Linked DNA regions of Hordeum vulgare: region 2 is linked to region 1. A link is a contact called in public Hi-C data. All regions are on one chromosome and are shown on one strand. The core of a region is the stretch at or near the end of the contact, and the rest is flanking DNA. Distances in the headings are between cores, read along the strand shown. Region 1 has its middle 16 kb from the start of LOC123427245. Region 2 overlaps LOC123427247 (protein root UVB sensitive 2, chloroplastic).

Region 1 (6,035 bases), core at 1,237-3,736:
GGGCCCAAAAAAAAATGAAAAGTTTTTTTTATAGCGTGCATTTAAAATATGATCAGTACAACTTTTTGTATTTGTTTCTTATAACGTTTTTGAATAATTTAGGTTTTTTTGGAGCATCTATAGCCGGACCCCTCAAATACGGTCCCTCAAACGTCCGCAGACGCATCCGGGCGCGTTCGCAGGCACTGATGTGGCGCGCCTTATTTTTTGCCTTCCACATCTACATCCCTCATATTCAAACCCTCGTATCCATACAAACACATGCAACACTACGTAAAATGAGAGATCAACATCTTTCATCGGATCGGATTGCTTCGCCAAACAAAAAGATCATAGTTTATTGGAGTTCATCGGCAAATTCATACTGCAAACTACTTAAAATATGAACAAAACGGGGAAGGATGGAGGAAATCATCATTTGCTCGCCGCCCCTTCCAATTCCGGTCGTCCACGCCGCTGTGCCCCTCCTCCGTGTAGACGTCGACGTGCGATGGAGAGTTGTTGTCATCGTCATCGTCATCGGAGCCGGACGTGGTGGAGACGTCGTTGTCATCGTCGTCGGAGTTGCACCGCATGCCGGACAACCTGTGGAGCAGGCGGTCCTGCTCCTTTGTGTGGCGGGCTGCTTTTGCCTTCATCGCCGCCTCTTTTGCTCCCTCGCGCTCCGATAACTGGATGGCCAGTCGGAGTGCTTCGTCATTCTTGCGGCGGAGGCGGCGCGCATCTGTCTCCGCCATTCTCAGCGAGCGAAGAAGGACGCCCACGAGGAGTGTGTCCTCGGGGTCGACCGACGCGCTCGAGGTCGAACGGCGCGCGGCGAGTGCCTCCCCCCTCTTCGTAGCCCGATGTCACTCGTGAGGGGCTGCACACGCCTCGGATTCCGGCGTCCTCATGCGCCCCGTCCCCGACGCGGGCACGAGGACCCAACGATGACTGGGCACCGCTTCCGGAGCAGAAGCTAGTGGAGATGGGTGGCGTACCTGATCTGGAGCGGATCTCCCGGAGTAGGAGGGATCGGAGCTGCGCACCTCGCAGGAAGGGCCTGCGACGTCTCCGGCGCTCCGTCGGCGTGCGACGGGCCCGGAGGATGCAATTCCACCACCGACGGCGCTCCGTTGGCGTGCGACGGTCCCGGAGGATGCTGATCCACTGCGGACGGCGCTCCGTTGACGTGCGACGGTCCCGGAGGATGCAGATCCACCGACGCTGGGGACACCTTGGTCCCGCAGCGATCGGCGTAATGCGATGCAGAGGGCCACCTCCTCCACATCGACGTTCGATCCGTCGGAGCTGCTTCCGTCGTCGGCCATCGAATCGGAACGTGGGGAGGGGAAGTGGAGTCGATGGAGAGTGAACTGCCGGATGTATAGGGTTTTCTCGATTCGGGTATTTAGTGGGGTCGGTGGTGGGCCAGGCCTCAGTGGTGAGCTAGGCAGTCAGGCCGGCATGCCGGGGCGAGCCCGGGCTCCCCCATATACGTCCCAAATTTGGGTTGGATATGAGGTCCGTTTAGGAGTCCGTCTCAATCGATTTGTCATGATCGGACAGTGAACAAACAGCCTAGCCAGACGTATGAGACGGGTATAAGGGGTTGCTCTTACAACATATGTCATGTGGTTTGTTTTTCACAATTTGATGAACTGAAAATCATTAGTAACGACCATGAAAACTGCACTGTGGAAACTTTGTCACAAATGCACATGTGCACCTTGAACTAGGACAACTTCGACTACTGTCAGAAATCTTGTGTCACTCAAATACGTCAAATTGCAGATGGACAGGAACCTGCTTCAACACACCCGACGCACAACCCCTGCTTTGAGCCATTGTCGGCGGCCAAGAGTTCCATGGTTGCACAAAAGTTCTGGGCATCACAATTGGCCTGAGAGTATGTTCCATCACCACTGTTCACATGTGCACCAGCGAGGACCTCAACTTTTGCAAAGCTGAAACATCTTTTTCCCAAATATTTGGTCACAGTCTCTGAAGAATCACTTTTCGGAAAAAACGTCTGAAGAATCAAAGTGTAAGACCTCGGCGCCTTCCATGTCGCTCGATTGTTTCGTCACTGGTGATGCAATGCGCATGAATACATTTATTTATTTATTTGGTACGTACTTTCTTTCTGTTGACGTCGCTACCTGATCAGGAAAAACAGTGGAAGCTAAACAAAAAGCAATGGTACGAAGGCCTGAAGGAAGTTCGAACTTCCTTCTGAGCGTTGCTTTCTGAAGGAAGTTCAAACTTCGTTCTCGGAGTGTTTGACCCTGAAGGCCTGGACTGCTCAGCGTCGAGCAACTGTGGTTTGATTGATCGTTTTGCACTGTTTATTACTATCTCGCCGACGGCGATGGTACGTTCGTTCTCACAGATTTTTCCTTCGTGGGTTTGCGTCCTGGGAGGTTGTGGCCGTGCAGGGCAGAAAGGTATGGGGTAAAAGGCATAGACGATGGCTACATGTGCAGTGGGGACGATGTGATCCCGCGCAGAAGAGACGGGGGAACACGGCGGAAGCTGGCGACGCGGACTGAAATGGGTAGATCCTTTGATGCCCGGGGTACATTCCATGCATTTGCATTGCGTGATCGTGTGATGTGATGTCTACACTGCCTCGTGGGCTGCGGCTGGCTGGGTGCCCCTGAGCTGTAGCGCAGTTTTGGATTTTTGCTGGTCATGTTCCCGGGTGGATGAGCCGGAGGGTTGGGCTTCCAGCCAGCTTCCGTCTACCGGCTTTTAAGCCAAAAACTCCTATTTAAGGGCTTCGGGCTGCATCTGTGGCTTTCGGCCTTATCACAACCGGAGCCGAAAGCCACAGCTGTAGCCGGAAGCCCCTAACTAGGAGCTTTTGGCTTCGAAACCGGAAGCCGGATGCAGCTGTGGCTTTCGGCCTTGTCACAACCGAAGCCGAAAGCCACAACTGTAGCCGGAAGCCCTTAAATAGGAGCTTTTGGCTTCGAAACCGAAAGCCGGAAGCTGGCTGGAAGCCCAACCAAACACCGAGCAACGAAGGACAGAGGACATGAAGTTTCTGCACTGAGCTCATATGCACCCCTGTGAATAGTAAAGTCGAAAAAAATAGCAAAAATAATCTGATTTTTTTTTTAAAACAAACTTTGACGAATTCTGAACATGCCTGCAAAATTTCATAAAGAAACAACCCTCCAAAAGTGATGCCGTAAGAAAAACAAAATTGATGCCCCAAGGAAGAGACTTTTTGAGCGCCATTTTTTTTAATACAAAAGCATTTTCCGAATGTTGTTTCTTCACGAAATGTACTCCCTTCGTTCTTAAATATAAATCATTCTAGAGATTTCATTACGGACTACATACGAAACCGAGTGAACCTATATTCTATAATATGCCTATATATATATATTTAGTAAAATCCCTACAAAAACTTATATTTAGAAATGAAGGAAGTAACACACATGTTTAGAATTCGTTAAAATTTGTCTCCAAAAAAAATCAGATTTTTTTATCGTACTCTTTGGAAGGGTTCATATGAGCTCGGGTGCAGAAGAGTGTTGGAGAGACTTGCAGTTTCTTTGCTATAAGAATGATACGTTCTTGGAAGAAAAGAAAAATATATGCTTCTCTTAGCTTTTTTCGAGATTTAAGACAAAGGTCTCAAGCAAACTGTATAATAAGGTAAAAAAATTGCTACAAGTGTGAAAATATGATAAGATGACTATATACTTATCTTATCATTGGATCACTTTCCAAACCGTTTGTAAGTATCCATGTTATCATGTTTTGGCGTTGCACCCTATAGCCATAAGCTCCATGTGATCCGCATAGCTGAGTAACAACCACGTATGGATATAAAGAGATGCCCGTAAGATAACATGTAAAAAAGTTGTGATAGTTTTTCTGTTAAAAATGACATCATCATTCTTCTGAATCATATATTTTTTAACAGAAAAAGCAATGCATATATTCTGAACCATGTGTGTGATGCATATATGTGTGGTTAAAAATGGCATCATCACTCTTCTGAATCATATATTTTTCTATTAAAAATGACATAATCACTCTTCTGAATCATCACTCTACCTGGTTTTGTACAGGAGTCGTTGCTGGTGGCGGGGATCTAGTCCGGGCGAAATCCCTGGTCGGCCATGGTCGACCGCGTCGACGGCGACGCATGAGGGCGCTGTTCCCCTCCTTGGAGGCGTAGGTATGGACTGATCCCCTCACTTCCCCTTCCCCTAGGTCTCCCGGACGAAAGCCTTAACTTTGTTGGGCGGCGACGGCGCTCACGACGTCGTTCCTTTCTTGAAGGCGCCGCTTTTGGGAACCTTGGGGCTAGGTAGGGCTTGTGGGTGGTGGGCGACGGCGGTGGTGCGGCCCTATCCTAGCATGGATCTCCGTCTGTTGCTTGGAGATGGACTCGCGTAGGTGGAGGTCGTCGTTTGGCGTCATGGTGGCGTCGATGGCGGAGGCACCTGCCAAGGCTAGTACCTTAATTTGATCTGAAGATGGACCAGTGGAAGATGGCGGTCACGACACATGTGAGTGCGTCGGACCGGTTTGTGCCTCGGACCCGGTATGTGGCTCGGTCAAGGTCTCCGGCTTTAGATGTTAGGCTTAGGTGAGAGGTTTGGGTATTTGGTCCAGCTTGCACCCCTTCATCATATGGATGGGAGTAGCGGCAGATGTTGCTAAGATGGCGGATTCAGGCATATTATTGTACTGCTTTGTAAGGTCGTCAAGAATAATCAATAAAATGACCACATGCATCTCCCAGATGCAGAGGCCGGGGATCATCCTCCTTTTCTATAAAAAAATCACTCTACGTGGTTTAACATAATATGTGTGTGATACATATATTGCTACTTGAATATGCATCATTTTCTTAGGCTCTACCCTGTTTAACCACGTCCTAAATAAAATGGATTAAGTGGTGGGAGGACAAACATTAAAGGACACATGAATAGTATGCCACGGCTAGTGGACATTTGATGGAAATATGTTGTATTAATTTGTTCTGATCACAAAAATAACAATGTCTAGTATCCTTTCAACCACGCTTTGCCATGTTGTCATTAGTCAATATCACTTCATTGTGCATAAACCACATAAATACCTTTATTTGTAAAGGCACCTTAACTTTCGAGATGTCAAGAGACTTTGGGATAGCACCGATGTTTATCAAGTTTAAATACATGGATTTAACTGAGAATGCGCCTGAAATGTACAACTTCAAGTGTATGGTATCTTGTGCATCAAAGAGGTTAACCTTCATCAACTACGCACGAGATTGAACCATCTATCCTATCATTCCCCATCGCCACCCAACTGAAGTGGATATTTAGAGGAACAAAACCAAGTATTGTATTGACGAAAGTTTTTTATGTTGTACAATGTTGTACATTGAAGGATACTAAAATGCTACTGGCTTGTTCCCGAGTGAGGTACCTTCCCATAATCTAGTATGTAGCGACCTGACTTAAAAAGAGTCAAGCCTCTGTGTATTTGTGCCATCCCTAGATCAGTATGCTCTCACACACAGTACATCAATGTATATATCAAAGTGCAATCACATGTAAATAACGTAAAACTGATATATACCTCAAAACCTCAGCGGAAACACTCAAAGGGAGTGGAGTCCTAATAAACACCAACGGCGGGTTGAGTGCAGACCGTAACCCTGAATCGTACTCTTACTCGTCGAAGAAAGTATCTCCAACATAAGACGTTGCAGCCGTGTAGGTCAGCATATTAAATATCCCGACAAGTCAAAAAAGAGAGGGTGAAAATATCAGCTATACTATATGCATATATGGCAGGTGGGGCTGTAGTTTAAGTTTTGCATAAAGCAAATTTTTCCTACAACAAGAGAGAGGTATAAGCAAAATTTACTACATTGTTGGTTGTTAATGAGAAAGGTTCCACCAATCATTTCTCATACCCAAGTTATCAATATTACCCACATCAATAAGTTAATGGTGTTGAGAATTCCTGATAGCTCCAGTTCCTTTGGCTGAAGTTGTCCATGATCGTGGACACGACTAACCGATTAGTTTTGCGTACTC
Region 2 (6,035 bases), core at 1,838-4,337, 180 kb before region 1:
TTATCCATACAGGTACAAGTTTACTGGACGTTGACATTCTTGATACTCTAATGGTCCACATTCTTTGACGAGTTTTGCTATTGATCATGCAGTGTGAATGAAGGTTACCTAACATATACCAAATTCCGAGCACTCCAGCATTTTTCTAGTGCTATGCTGCATGTGTTATCGACCCAGGTCAGTTCATCTGGTTGTTGTTACATTTTCTTTAGCAATAAGACTCTTGATTGGATTACGTGTGTCATCTCCATGAATTTTAGCTACTTTTTCTAGAATATTTGAAATTAGTCGAACTTTTATACTTTTACGTTTTACCTACTTTCGTTGATGGAAAAACATAGTACCTTTCTCCTTTCAACTGACTCCCCATGTGGGCTGCGGCTCAGTCTTTATTATTTGCTGCAGGTCTACGGCCTACCCCTGCACAAGCAACGGCTGTAAGTTGGGTAAGCATATGCCGACAGAAATGCCAAAGTTTCAAGCATGTAGTGCGACCAAAACATCTTGGCTGATTTTCTGTATCTCAGATTCTAAAAGATGGGATGCAGCATGCGGGAAAGCTCATATGTAGCGGCATGGGGGCAAGAATGGATTCAGAGCCAAAGAGTTGGAGGATATTTGGTGGGTAATCACTAATCACCATAATAATTGTGTCGCACATTTTCTGATATTTCTGTTTGTTTGTGTTCTTATACTGAAATTTTCTTTCTAAGCTACATTATTCATGACTCTTTCTGTGGTGTGCCAGCTGATGTTCTCTATGATTTTGGTACCGCCTTGGACTTCATTTCACCACTGTGTCCACAACTTTTTCTTGAAGTGGCGGGCTTGGGAAATTTCGCAAAGGTGCAGATCTAACTTGCATGCTGCACTTCAAATGGCACCTGTATTGCAATACAATCTCCTGTTGGACATTGGCATGTTTAATACTCGAGGTCTTGTTCAAAGATAAAAAAGAGTTTCCTTTGCGCCTGATGGTATATGCAATGACTATGTAGATTATAGGACGTCATAAAAAGGATAACATGTTTGTCCAGATCTGTCTGCCTGAAAATTGAGCTAGCACACTAATATCTTGTTGCTTGTCATTGTAGGGAATGGCTGTGGTTGCTGCCAGAGCGACAAGGCTACCGATATATTCATCTTTTGCCAAAGAAGGTAACCTTAGTGACTTGTTTGCTAAAGGGGAAGCCATCTCGACACTTTTCAATGTTATGGGGATAGGAGCTGGCATTGGATTATCATCTACTGTATGTTCAACAACTCAAGGGAAGGTACATATTCGCACTAACACACCTGTTAAGTTACTCTGTTTCATTTTATCAGGGAAGTAAACAAAGTAAAAATAAAATAATGCATTGCAAGATTAGATTAGAATGGACATTACTTTGAGAATGAGAATGACCATCAGAACCCGGAACCTATTATTATATTGGGAACTTTCTGCTTGGTACAAGCTTCTAATTGGTATATCAAATTTGTTTCAGCTAATCATAGGCCCGTTGCTTTCTGCCGTACATATATGGGGAGTCGTGCAAGAGATGAGGGCAACTCCTATAAACACACTTAATCCACAAAGAACAGCAATGGTGGTTGCTGATTTCATTAAGGTTTCTTATGTTTGACCTGTGACTTCAAACACTTCCTGTTTTTTCTTTGGTTGACAATGCTAATGTATTTTTTTCTAACACTGCAGAGTGGAAAGGTTTCAAGCCCAGCGGAGCTGAGATACAGAGAAGATCTTCTGTTCCCAAACCGGTTAATAGAAGAAGCAGGCAGTGTGAAAGTTGGGCAACCGCTTCGCAGGGTTTTGAGCCCACGTGATGTCGAACAGCTGAGGTCTACCTTCCCAAAGGAGAAATTTCTACTCGCCCAAAAAGGCGACAAGGCTTACATGGTCCTTGAGCAGAGCGCAACTGGAGAGGATGCGCTTCGGGGGTGGCTGGTCGCTGCCTTGGCTTCGGAGATGGAGAGATCAGGTGCTGGATCGCGCGACGCCGTCCTGAATGACGCCTATCAGAAGATGGAGAGCGTGTTCCCCATGTTCGTTTCGGAAGTGAAGAGCAGGGGCTGGTACACGGGCCAGTTCTTGGATGGAAATCACAGCCGGATCGCATACGCGAAATCCGAATGACCGCGCATGCTGGATGAAGCGCAGGCGGCGCGTCCCGCCTGTGATTTGCGGAGCTGGACGGATCAATTTTGTTTCATGTCACGTTGTTTGCGGCAAAACAATTTTTTTTGTGTGTGTGTCTGTCAGTCGTCAGTCGTAGGATCGCCATTCTATTTGTATGCGCCTTCGGTGCAGTGTATGGGTGCACTGAAACGAATGGATGATTTGGCTTCAGGGCTTCCTGAAACCATACACGAAACGGAAAACCAACACTTGAAAGGAGGCTGCATCTGTTTGACTACGTGGCTTGACTGGTGCGTATATCGTGCAAGTGATGGGATGGAGCTGCGGCATCTCGACTCCAAGCGATGGAAGTGCGGCATCTTGGCCAAGATGGTGACGTAGCGGATGACATAATCACGCGATCCCTCCACGAGTCCAGTCCACGGCGAAGCCATCTGGATTCCATGGGTTTTGCCGTGCTCTACCCATCAGAGTACATGGTCACCACAAATTTTAACCATCCTGCTGCAAGCCATGGAGTCGAGTTAGTAAATTCCAAGTTTGAGCGAATCATGCCGTCGACCCGTTGTCTTCCCGAGCGCAACGTGCCGACGCCGACGGTGCTTCCTCTCGGAGTTTTTCGCGAACACAAGTCATTCATCACGTGTGACCGGTCGATGGCTGGGCTGCGCATAGCAGTAAAAAAAATATGTACGAATTGCCGAATGGCTACGGAAATTACCGTCGACTGTACGTCGTATACGGTATGCTAAATCCAAATTTACCGTCGCAGATCCGCATCGCCCCCTCCTCCACCTCCGAGGTCTCATCTCCCTCCGCATCTCCGGCGTCACCGGATCCAGCGGTTGTAGCATATGTGGGAAAGCTTGGTACACGAATGAGAGCGGCATCCGTGGTACCAGCGACCCGGGAGGAGGTGGAGAGCAAGTGGGTCTGGGGTTCGACATGCGGAGAGTGTGGGAGGAATGTGGATGGAGGGCCGGGTGGAGGCGGGAGGGATGGGCTCGGCCACGCCCTCTTGGGTTTTGCTTAGCTTGGCCGCGCTACTGATTCATTAGCAGCGCCTGCCGCTGCCGGTGCCAGGCCTGGCCGAGCGAGGATCGAGGGAGGGCAAGCCAGATCGCAGCGTGCTGTAGTCTATCGACGCGCGCGCACAGAGTTCCGCAGGTAGGCTAGTAGCCTACCTGGTGAATTGATTCCCTTCCGGCGTGATGCAGGTACGTAAGTACGTAAACCTTTGCATGAACGGCTGGCTGGCTATAGCTTGGATGCCTGCTGCGCTGCGCTGCGCCTGCACGCCATGGGGTTTCGCTCCCTGCGTCGACGTCAATGCGTGGCCGCGGCTGCGCGTACGGGGCCGGTGTCCGTCTCTCGCGAATGAAACCAACTTGCCGGCCGGTGTGGCTACTGGCTAGCCCACTGCCGTAGCCTGGTGGTGTCCACACAAAAGAAACACAAGAGATTTATTAAGCAGCGATTTTTTTGTCTAAAAAATCTCTCCCTAATAATAAAGCACGCGTTGCTTCTTCCGTCCGTCGTGGTTGTTTTGCAGAAAACCTTCTGAAGTTTTCCGAAATCAACCCGCAGTCCGGATTTAAGTGAGAAACAAATCGTTTTTTCCGTTTTTACAGAAAACCGCCTGTGCTTTTCCGAAATCAACTCGCAGTACATAATACAGCGAGAGAACAAATCGTTTTTTTGGATTTTTTGTAGAAACCTCCTTCAGTTTTCATAAAATAAACCCGCAGTACATATTTGAGTAAAAAAACCAATCATGTTTCATATGTTTTCGAAAACACCTCTACAGTTTTTAATTAATTAATCTGTAGTTCAATTATAAGTGCAAAATACTTTAAAAATCATATCTTTTAAACGATAATTCCAATTTTATATTATTATATTTGAAATTTTATTAGAAAAATATGTAGAATCTGAATATAATGTTAGTTTATCTATTTAATTTTTTAAAAATCTGGTTATAATGTAATTTTAATCAATAGTGATGCGCACAATCTAAATATAATGTCATTTTATTTATTAATTAATTTTTAAATAATATTTATGCTGTGATTTTAATCAATAGCGTACAATCCATTTTTCATAACAAGGCCGATCCATGTTGTTAATTAATCCACGATCAAATTATAATTAACAAATACTTTAAAAAATATATCTTTTAAACTGTAACTCCAATTTTAAATTATTACATATGAACTTTCATTCAAAAAATGTGATGAATCGAATGCTAATGTATCTTACCTATTTAATTCTTTAAAATTCTATTTATAATATAATTTGAATCTATAGTGATGCGTATAATCTAAATATGATGTTATTTTATTTATTTAACAATTTTTAAATTCTATTTATGCAGTAAGTTTAAATAAAGATCTCAAGTAATGATTATTAGGTTAAAACGTGTTGTATGGTTTGCTTCGGTTGCAACGCACGGGCTCTTTTGCTACTAACTTTAAGCAGCGATTTGCAGCACGGGACCCGCGTGCGCTTTAGCCCAGGTGCGTGTCGGCATCTCGCAATTGCGCACAGGCAGCCCGGTCGCTCCAACAGAAAGCCGCCTGTGCATGACACTGCTTAGGCCAATTTGAACGCATGACCCATTCATACGTTCGTTTGGTCTGGATTCTATCCTTTAACGTTGATAATAAGGCTGTTTATGTCCAGATCGGTCCGTGGCCAGGTCGATACGTCCAACGCCCGGCCGCACCCCAAATCGTCCGAAACGAACATAACATTTTAAAAAAATGAAAAATAAATAAAAGAATGCCAGAAAAATATAAATAAAGTCAAACATTAATAAATATACATTAATAATTCAACGGCCCCACGACCCACAATTCTCAATTAGCATAACTTTAAAAAAATGCGTCGGCCCGTGCTACTGTCACGCCCGTCGCCGTCTTCAGGCGCCGCCATTGTCGTCATCGTCGTCACTGAGGTCGACGTATGGCGGCATCGTCCAAAGGTGGGTCGGCGGCCCCTCGAAGTTTGGGAGCGTTGGCGGCGCCTGCACCACCTCCCCGCGCGGCGATGGCTCGCCCTCCGGTGACCGCTGCGGCGTGGGGCACCAAGGCACGACCACTCCTTGGGACATCTTCGTGGCCGTGCGCGACCACGTCCAGAGCTGGCCCACCAGCTTCGTTGGAAACGCAACCACTGGCTGCACCTCCTCCTTCACCGCCACAGGCTGCTCCTCGGGGATGGCCACGTCGCCGGCCGTGGAGAGGGCCAACGTGTCCTCGAGCCCCAGCCACTAGCGCTCATCGTACGTGCTCATTGAATCTTCCATGACACGTTGGATGAGTCGGGCCTCCTCCTCTTCGGTCATGCGAGGAGCTGGTGGCGGCGACGGAGAGGGCGATGACGACGGGTCAGCGTCAGGCCGCGCACCCGCGTACGCCCGCGCACCTGGGAAGGGCTCGGAGGGCGCGTCCGACGCTCTGCACGTGCCCGCCGCGGGCTGTCGTGTTCGCCGACAAAGTAGGAAGCATGCCGCACGTCGTGCTCATCGCGGAACCACGTATCCCACAGGGGGGAATCCACTGCGTACCTCGGGTCGTAATAGAGGTCGTCGAGGAGGCGGCGTCGGCGGCGTGGGATCTCGTCGCGGCAGGCACGGCCTCTCGTTGGCACCGGCGGGATCGACACCTTATCGGCGGAGAGGTGCCAGTTGTTTGGCAAGTGGACGTCGCTTCAGGGGAGCAGCGTCCTTATCTCCCAATACCTGCAACACACATCCGCATGGATGTACTGCCGGGAGCGCGCCGGGGCGCCCGGAGGGGCAATGGAGAAGGCTACCAGAGCACGCCTTCGCGGAGGAGAAGAACAGCGGCGGCCGTACGAGGACCTAGCCTCATGGTCGTGCGCCCCCTTCCCCTTT

The links. Hi-C and Micro-C count contacts between places; a contact is called where the count stands out from the background.
Region 2: a Hi-C map of seedling shows a contact between it and region 1, with 2.4 times the contacts expected there. The contact joins two enhancer-like sites. A contact is called at or near these places in 4 of 6 Hi-C or Micro-C datasets (leaf, seedling and an unstated tissue).

The regions. Positions count from the first base shown.
Region 1 is chr2H:559,645,347-559,651,381 of MorexV3_pseudomolecules_assembly, reverse strand. No RefSeq gene overlaps it. Among protein-coding and RNA genes, the nearest start is that of LOC123427245, 16 kb to the left of the region's middle. Within about 2 kb of position 2,486, at least 3 of the 3 cell types and tissues checked have open chromatin away from gene starts, as enhancers often do. A contact at or near this core is called in leaf and seedling, where this site is marked.
Region 2 is chr2H:559,820,988-559,827,022 of MorexV3_pseudomolecules_assembly, reverse strand. It overlaps LOC123427247 (protein root UVB sensitive 2, chloroplastic), which reads left to right. Exons shown (of 10, transcript XM_045111247.1): 3 at 1-12; 4 at 93-177; 5 at 387-446; 6 at 528-621; 7 at 749-846; 8 at 1,095-1,274; 9 at 1,488-1,610; 10 at 1,697-2,414. The coding sequence ends at 2,134. Among protein-coding and RNA genes, the nearest start is that of LOC123427247, 4.6 kb to the left of the region's middle. Within about 2 kb of position 3,087, at least 3 of the 3 cell types and tissues checked have open chromatin away from gene starts, as enhancers often do. A contact at or near this core is called in leaf and seedling, where this site is marked.